Regions from separate parts of the Danio rerio genome. Here region 1 is linked to region 2. Evidence: chromatin contacts called from public Hi-C data. All regions are on one chromosome and are shown on one strand. The core of a region is the stretch at or near the end of the contact, and the rest is flanking DNA. Distances in the headings are between cores, read along the strand shown.

Region 1 (4,302 bases), core at 664-3,163, 52 kb before region 2:
AAAAGGACAGCCTCTTCATAATCAGATCAGTTTGTGATTACTAGGCCCACCAGCTTAGATTACTAAGGAAAGTGTTAAAAGGAGGCCATTAAAGATGTAAAAATAGATTCAGCAAGCAAACAGTGTCTAATTTTGTCATTATCATATACACTCATCTGCCACTTTATTAGGTACAACTGTCCAACTGCTCGTTAATGCAAATTTCTAATCGACCAATCATATGGCAGAAACTTAATGCATTTAGGCATGTAGTCATGGTCAAGACGACCTGCTGCAGTTCAAGCCGAGCATCAGAATGGGGAAGAAAGGTGAATTAAGTGACTTTGATCGTGACATGGTAGCGGGTGCCAGATGGGTTGGTCTGAGTATTTCAGAAAATGCTGCTCTACTGGGATTTTCAAACACAACCATTTCTAGAGTTTACAGAGAAAGGTCCAAATATAAGAAAATATCCCGTGAGCGACAGTTCTGTGGGTGCAAATGCTTTGTTGAAGCCAGAGGTCAAAGCAAAACGGCCAGACTGGTTCGAGCTGATAGAAAGGCAAAAGTAACTCAAATAACCACTCGCTACAACCGAGGTAGGCAGAAGAGCATCTCTGAATGCACAACACATCCAACCTTGAGGTAGATGGGCTACAGCAGCAGAAGACCACACCAGGTGCCACACCTGCCAGCTAAGAACAGGAAACTGAGGCTACAATTCGCACAGGCTCAACGAAATTGGACAGTATAAAACTGGAAAAATGTTGCCTGGTCTGATGAGTTTTGATTTCTGCTACCACATTCAACAACATGAAAGCATGGATTCATCCTGCCTTGTATCAACGGTTCAGGCCGAGGCGGTGGTGGTGTAATGGTCTACGGGATTTTTTCTTGCAACACTTTGGGCCCATTAGTACCATTTAAACATAGTGTCAATGTCACAGCCAAGCTGGGTATTGCTGCTGACCATGTCCATCCCTTTATGACCACAGTGTACCCATCTTCTGGTTGCTACTTCCAGCTGGACAATGTCATAAAGCATGAATCATCTCAGACCAGTTTCTTGAACATGGCAATGAGTTCACTGTACTCAAATGCCCTCCACAGTCACCAGTTCTCAATCTAATAGACCATTTTTGGGATGTGGTGGAACGGGAAATTCGCATCATGGATGTGCAGCCGACAAATCTGCAGCAACTGCATGATGCTATCATGTCAATATAGACCAAAATCTCTGAGGTATGATTCAGTAACTTGTTGAATTTATGCCCCGAATGACTTAAGCAGTTCTGAAGGCAAACGTGGATGAAATCCAGTACTAGTAAGGTGTACCTAATAAAGTGGCCGGTGAGTGTATTAATTGTATAATATTGTGATATTTTGTACTGTACACAGCACGAGTCTCATTGACAAAAATACAAAAGTGAAGTGAAAAAAGTGAAAGAGCACATGTTTATAAAAAAAAATGTATCCTAAATATTGATATCATCTCTGTTGTGTAAATGCCCTGATATACTTCAATGAAAAATGATTTCAAAACAGCCCAAATCAAAGTTTATCTTGACTTTATTTTGGGATCCATTCAAATGACTTTTTTGTCAACGGTTATTAAGTAATAGTGGTGGCTTTGCCACTTAAAAATCTTTAACAGAATTGTTGAATTGCAGTCAGTAAATCTCTAGTATAACACTAACAAACCTTATTTTTAATTAATATTTACCTGAATCATACAGAAAACACTTTGATATCTTTAGTATATGGAGGACGAACTTACATTGGGACACTGGGCTAGCTTGTCTGCAGCCACCATCTGGACATTCAAATGTTTAGTCTGAGATTTGCCCCTGGTCTTTATCAATCTTGTGAGAACCTGAACAGCAGATGAAAAGAGGAAGGAAAAAGGCACAGGAAGGATGAGTGGGAGGAACAGGGGGTGAAAGAACATTGGACGTTAGGTCATGCTGGGGAACAAGAGAAAGGATAGTGTGTTTGCGCAACCGCTCTTCTGTCAAATGAGCTTTTCCTATGTAAGTGTAACGGCTGTATGATGTCTGTTTGCAGCCCAGACAGATGGATCTAATTCACATGACTGATATTTATCGAGATAAATGATGTGGGGCACTTTAAAAGTAAATGGATAAAAAGACACTTGAGGTTATCCGAAAAGCCACAGGTTTAGCAAACAAGCTGATAAGCAGTACAGTAGTACCATATCAGATATCACTGACAGAATAATCTTGTTTCTTTCCGGCTTACTTTTTTTATTTAATAAAATACCTTTTATCAGATTACACTATAGGTGTATTGGATTTAACAGAAGGAAATAAATCAAACGGTATCAGGCAGCTAGAACTGGTTAACTCTGAATTACTCTTTCTGATGACTAACTGCAGTAAGACTAGGTTGGATTGAACCGTTTTTGAACATCAGTTCTCACTTTGAATAAGGCATTTTTTTGCATATTTGTGTAGCTGAGAATATGAATGATTATCAATACACATGTCAGTAAAAACCAATACAAGCATTTTTATAATGGTTGTATTGTCATGTAATTTCTTCAGTACAACTGCAATGAACAAAATGCATTGATACAAACATTATTTCATTTTGTGGTTAAAACTGGCCACAAATGTTTCTGTGTTTCAGCAAATAGAATGATTTTTTTGTGTGATAAATCTTATTTTGACATATATTTTGGGAAAATGCTTTAGAATTTTTCATAAACTCAACAATACACTCTGGGCAAATTTACTACCCTTTCGTTCTATGTTCGTGATTGTTTTTGGTCTATTGACCCCCCAGGTAGAAAAGAATTCTGGCCCAGATTTGGCATAAAGCTGGCACAGCAGGCATTCTTCCGGCACTGGCATACAGCATGTGAGCCAAACATGGCCTGGATTTGGCAGAGGTTAGTGCTTTAAGGTGGCACATAGTATTATGTGTTAATAATTGATATATGGGCCACGTAAGTTTGTCCTGTCTTGACCCACATTTAAAATACATTTAATTTATTTTTGAGTAAAGAAAAACTAATCTACCAATCTGGTTGCTTTGAGAAAAAACATGCCCATAGTGTGCCTAAAGCGCAATGCTTCATGGATTTATCAATTTCATTGCAATCGTGACACACCAACCGATCTGGCCCAGTTTAGGCCCAGTTAAGAGTTATTAACTTGGCTGAGACTTGACCCAGATATGATCCATATTTGGCCCTTGGTTCAGTCATGTACTGTAATTCATGGCCAAGCAAAACCTGATTGTGTGGGCCAGAGAAATTTTGCTATGTGGGTTCCATTATAACCAGATTTTGTGTTGGTGAAAATGAAAAGAAAAATGACAAATTGTACCAATTCCCAACAGGGAAAACCACCAACAATCAAGAATCCATGATTACAGTTCTATGGCTTTGCAATCAAAAACGATATGTTATAATGGAATAATGGAAATAAATGGGAAAAAATCAGCTAGGAACATAACGAAAGGATAGTCAATACACAAGGGTTACAATGTTAATTAGTGTAGATCCTATAATAATGACAGCAAAGGAATTTTTAAATGTTACAAAGAATTTCTATATATATTAAAGAATCCTAAAAAAAAATGTGCGCATATACAGTATGTAAAAATATGATAAAAGCAATAAAGATGATTTTCCCAGAGATGGGTTGTGGCTGGAAGGGCATCCGCTGCGTAAAAACGTGCTGGATAAGCTGGCGGTTCATTCCGCTGTGGCGACCCCGAATTAATAAAGGGACTAAGCCGACAAGAAAATGAATTAATGAATGAATAAAGGTAATACAGTCCACCTTTAAACTGTATCAGGGTTAAATCTAAGATAAAAACAAGCTTTCTGGAATTAGAATCTTACTTTTTTTACTGTATTTATGATATTAAAGAATAAATCCTATGTAAGCATCAGTCTCATTAATTCTTCAACGTAATAAATGATGGTTATGTCTGTGAGTTCTGTGAACAATGTTTCTGACCTTGGGGGATGAAATCTTGACATACACCAGGATCGGGGCCAAGGAGGTCTTGCTTAGTTGAAGAGGGTGGTTAATAGTGTCAGCATCCAGAACCACAAGCTGTAGACTGCGTGCTAACTCAAAAATCCTCTCAACCTCTCCTTGGATTTGAGCTGTAAGGGCAGATAAAGAAATAAGTGAGGCTAGTCAACCTATTATCCAGGTTTCCAGGCAGCATCTTAAAATAAAATTCTATCAAAGTAAAATATATGTTTTTAAAACAAAATGGAAAGCTTTTTTATGTCCAATCCAAATCCAATACAACAATAAAGAAACAAATGTGTTTTTGCTCTTT
Region 2 (4,842 bases), core at 989-3,488:
ACACACACACACACACACACACACACACACACACACACACACACACACACACACACACACACACACACACACACACACACACACACACACACACACACACACACACACACACACACACACAAACACACAAACACACACACACACACACACACACACACACGTATCTATCTATTATTTTACCAAATTTTAATTTATGAAAACTACATAAATGAAACAATTTAAAGAAATGTCACTACAAAACTATTGAACTAAAGTATGACCATTTCAATTTCTAGAATATTATTATATTTTATATTTTTATATTTTAATTATTTATATTAAAATATAAACTTCAGATAAACAGAGTAAAATACCTAAACCGATTTACATGGTTGTTTTTTAATTTGGTTTCAAACATTAAACCACAGAGTTCCCATTTAATTCAACCAACTCACACTAAAAAGAGCTGCATTGATAGTGTTCATCCATAGTATTGAGACCCAGGTTTTTTTTTTCCAAATATCATATCACTAATAAAAAAAAACTTGAGAAAGCTTTTACAAACTTGTTGATGACAGACAGTTGATGAAGCATATACAGGCCTCGTGATTCTAACCAGAGACTAACATTGGCTGTAATACTCCACTCACATTCCAGTCTATAATACCCCATCTTTGGGTTAATAGTAAATCTGCTGGTCTGCGAGTAAGTTACTGAATACCTTGGAGTGGATCTGTTTATGAAAACTGTTGATGAGCCCTACGGTTTTATTGTGGACCAAAACTGTCATATAATGAAACTTATTGGCTTCTCTTTGCTTTAAGAAAGCAGTTACTTTACAGATTGCAGTAGCTGTCATTTGTTTTTGTATCACTTCAAATGCACACATTACAAAAAAACAGACAAAATTTAAAAGATTTACAGTTTGATGTCATTAAAAACCTTTTCCAAATTAGTTTCAAATCACTCTCTATTGCTTTAAAGATCCACTGAAGAAGCTTACGCAAACTGATGAAATGGCTTTTAGTGGTCAACAAGTGCACATTCATATGATAGTCTTCTAATGAGACTAAATAATGCATTACCTTTGAGCTGGCTATGATGATAGCGAAGCACGGTAAAGTGCTGAGAATCACATATGCCAGTGTAACAGGTCTCCTACACAAAACATAAGAGTATTTTCATTCTGGAATATCAACAAAGAGTTTAACACGTGCATTTAAAATTCAGATAAAATATAATGGCGTGCCCTGCTTATGATGTAACTTTGTTTTCCCAGTACAGGTGAAAAGTTTGGGATCAGACTTTTTAACAAGTTTTTGATAACCACTGCTCACTTACTGCATTTATTTGTTTAAAAATACAGTTAAAACGTTAATACTGTGAAATATATTCTTTATTTTTTTTAAATGAATCTATATTAACAGTATTAATTACAGATTCAAAGCTGAATTTGAACATAATTATTTCAGTGTTCATGATCCTACAAAAAATATATAATTCTATTCTGTTTTGTTTATAACAAATATTGAAATCAGCTTTATTTTTGTTAAAACAGTGATATATATTCATTTGAAAGCATCATAAAAAGAAGTAACTTTTTTAAAAGATCAAACGTTACAGTAAAGACAATGCTATGAAAGATATTATTTCAAATTTTTTTCATTTTGTGCTCTTTGACTAACTAAACGGCTGTGGTGAGCAGGAGAGACTTCTTAAAAATCTTTTGAGGAAAACAAATCTTACAGATCCCAAACTTTTGACTGGTAGCTGTTGACATGGACATTTTATGCTATAATTAAAACTATTTTAGTACTTCCCAACCCATTTTACACAGATATAATTTAAATTAAGTTGCAAAGCCATTTACAATAAACCAACACATGCAAAAAGCTAAAAACTAAAACTACTCGGATCATCTACAAATATTACAACATTATCAGTGTGGAAATTAAAGGAGCAGTGGTTAGTTGTACTCACCAGTTGGTCACTTCAGAGAAGCGTTGAGTTTTTAACATGAAGTACTTCAATGGAACCCACACAAACAGAGTTACAGATGCCGCATAGGCCACAGACGCCGCCACCACCAGCCAATAGGCAGTATCACTAGACTTCACAAACCGAATGACAGAAGCAAATCGCTCCATAACTACAAACACAGGAATACAGAGACATGCGAACTGCAAAAGCTCAAATACAATGAGTTTGACAGTCTTCCCAGAAAGCATCTTGACAGTGTGAATCTTCAGTAAATCCTCCTACTAGTGAAAATTCCCTGAATTCATCCAATGCATCTCCCAAGAAAACTGAATAACTGAGCACTCTGGACTCTGAACACCGGCTCTGCTTACACTGCATTCTCACTGGTGCTCTTTTATTGCCACAGTAATGAAGAAGTCACAATTTTCTTTTTATGGAGTTATGAGAGGAAAAAGTCCCTACTTCAAAAACATGTAAAGTATTAGCACAAAACAAGTAAAAAAAAAAAAACTACTGTAGACATTGGGCTCTATTTTACCAATCTAGGCGAAAAGTCTAAAGCGCATGGTGCAAAACATTAAGGTTGTGTCTGAATCCACTTTTGCCATTTTAAGGATGGAAAAATATGCTTTGCGCCCTGGCACATGGTCTAACAGGGTTGAGCTTATTCTCTTAATGACTTATGGGTGTGTTTTAAGCATAACATGCATTAAACCAATCAGAGTCTCATCTCCCATTGCCTTTAAGAGTCAGTTGCGTCACGCCATGGCGCATTTGCTGTTTCCATGGCGGACTTTGTAAGTGGAAAAACTAAATGCTTCATTAGCAAGGAAACAGAGGATAAAGATTGAGCCTCTTCACTTTTTACTTTACGTTTACTCTTAACTTTACTCCTTTAGTTTAGTGGATAAGGAAATGGTGTTGTATGCACTGCGCTGAAGACATCCATTAGCCTACCTATTGAATTATTTTTGTTAAGCGCAAAGATTTGTTACAGAACTATTTCTAAATTCAGTTCTAATTTCCAGCAAACTAATAAATGAACAATAATAACGAAGTGTGGTCAAAAACTTATATCCAAACTAGGGATGCCATGGTTCTCAATATAATATTAACCCGTTCTTAGATTTCATCTAAACTATCTTAATTTGTATTTGGAAGACAAGCGAAGGTCTTGGCATATATGGATGAACTAACCCTTTCAGTCCCACTCAGAGAAGATTCAGTTAAAGGAGAGGGGTTACAAGGAAACACAATTATTTTATTGTGGTTTCTGGTTCAAGAAAATTCAAAGTATTTTTTTTTTCGGGGGCAGTTTTATTTGAGTTTTCATTTCTTTTTTTTTTTTACTTTGACCTAGACCATCTAAGTGATCTTCATGCCCACAGAAATAAAAACATGAAATCAGTTTAAGTAGTCAAACTATTCTAGAATAGCAAACAAATTTGACAAAAAGCTCACCAAACTGGGCTTCAGGCTGTCTCTCTGTAATGCTTCAATGTAATAAGACAAAACTTTTTTTATGGCAACTATAAAAATAGGTTACTCATGGTTTTTGTGCAGTGGCACCTAGTTGTAGATAAAAATGTCTCTTTTTGCTAATTAGTTTTATATAATTTTTCCTAATAATAAAAAATACCAGTCTACATTTGGAGAAGCATATTGAGTCAAACAATACCTAGGTCTCGTGTCATTACACCATCGATGGCGCTGAACGTGAAGATGGTACCTTGAGCAAACTCAAAAATGTTGGGATGACACTAACTTTTGGTCAAAAAGGATCTCTGCACTCCTACTAAACATAACAGTCATAGTTATACTGCATTCTTAATGCTTATATTGCACTGATTACAAGTAATATAACGGTTGTAAAATACTACCCCAGCCTATTAAAAACTAAAACTTTTGTTGTACAAGACTGTTAATCCACCAAAAAACAACTAAAACACCTGAAACTACTGAAAAAGACCCCACAACAAAAGAACCATCACAGAAGTTACAACAAACCTATTAACCATTAATACCAGTAAATGTTAATTGTTTTGGCACATGATTCTTGTAGATCCAATAAAAGTCAACAAATTACCAGTAGGAATCCACAGAGATTCGTATCCATTAAAATCAATACAACTGCCAGTAAAAGCCTTAATCCATTACTAATTCTGAGGGTTTGTATTGTTGGTTTCAGCAGCGTGATCAAAGTGCCGCTTAATAATGAGAAACAACATGTGCTGTACATTTGGCCTAGTTTTATTGTGAATACTAATAATTAAGATGATTAAAATAGTACATACAAACAACTGGGTACATATAACTGATACACCAAAAACAGTCCATTTTCCCTGTGGATAAGGTTGACGTAAGGATTATCATCTCCATGTGCATATGCTAAGGTGTCACATTAGAACTGGCCCATGGTCCCAATTTCCCAGAATGTTCTCTATGAAACGTCAATGACTACTCTGATAACACTGTAGCTACATCGAGACAGATGTGGGAGAACCGCCTTACTTTAGAGTCAGAAGAACAAAGTTTGCTCTCTTTAGTGTCAGTCGCAGCCCTTGACAGGACTTATGAAAATAAGAGGTTAGTTTGAGTGTTGCACACTCGGTGGATCATTTACACATGATCATTCATTCATTCCCAGGGCATGACAAGTTGCATGAGTATTTTTATAATTGTTTGGAAAAAAGGGAAGGGTTAGAGTGCAGGGTCAATGCCATTCAGGTTCTTCGAGAGCTGAGGAAACATAGGTTTCAAATGGACACATCTGAAATTAGGGAGAAGGAAAAAGAGTAAATTAAAAGTGCATGTAATGGAGTAGTTTTACTCCTCAACTTCCCGTGTGCCCTTTCTACGGAAAAAGCAGCCGCTTTGAACGTT

What was found. Hi-C and Micro-C count contacts between places; a contact is called where the count stands out from the background.
Region 1: a contact with region 2 is called in a Hi-C map of embryo, with 1.5 times the contacts expected there. The contact joins the enhancer-like site here to the promoter of tmem236 in region 2. A contact is called at or near these places in 4 of 18 Hi-C or Micro-C datasets (caudal fin, embryo, hematopoietic stem cells and 1 more).

What each region holds. Positions count from the first base shown.
Region 1 is chr2:34,470,217-34,474,518 of GRCz12tu, reverse strand. It overlaps cacnb2b (calcium channel, voltage-dependent, beta 2b), which reads right to left. Exons shown (of 13, transcript NM_001423728.1): 10 at 3,969-4,120; 11 at 1,757-1,852. Among named protein-coding and RNA genes, the nearest start is that of si:ch211-106h4.4, 8.7 kb to the left of the region's middle. Within about 2 kb of position 1,913, at least 8 of the 62 cell types and tissues checked have an H3K27ac peak or open chromatin away from gene starts, as enhancers often do.
Region 2 is chr2:34,417,893-34,422,734 of GRCz12tu, reverse strand. It overlaps tmem236 (transmembrane protein 236), which reads right to left and starts at 2,238. Exons shown (of 4, transcript NM_001100079.1): 1 at 1,960-2,238; 2 at 1,065-1,137. The coding sequence starts at 2,207. The region is part of intron 3 of LOC141378367 (a long non-coding RNA gene); the gene reads left to right. It overlaps stam (signal transducing adaptor molecule (SH3 domain and ITAM motif) 1), which reads right to left. Exons shown (of 15, transcript NM_200120.1): 15 at 4,194-4,842.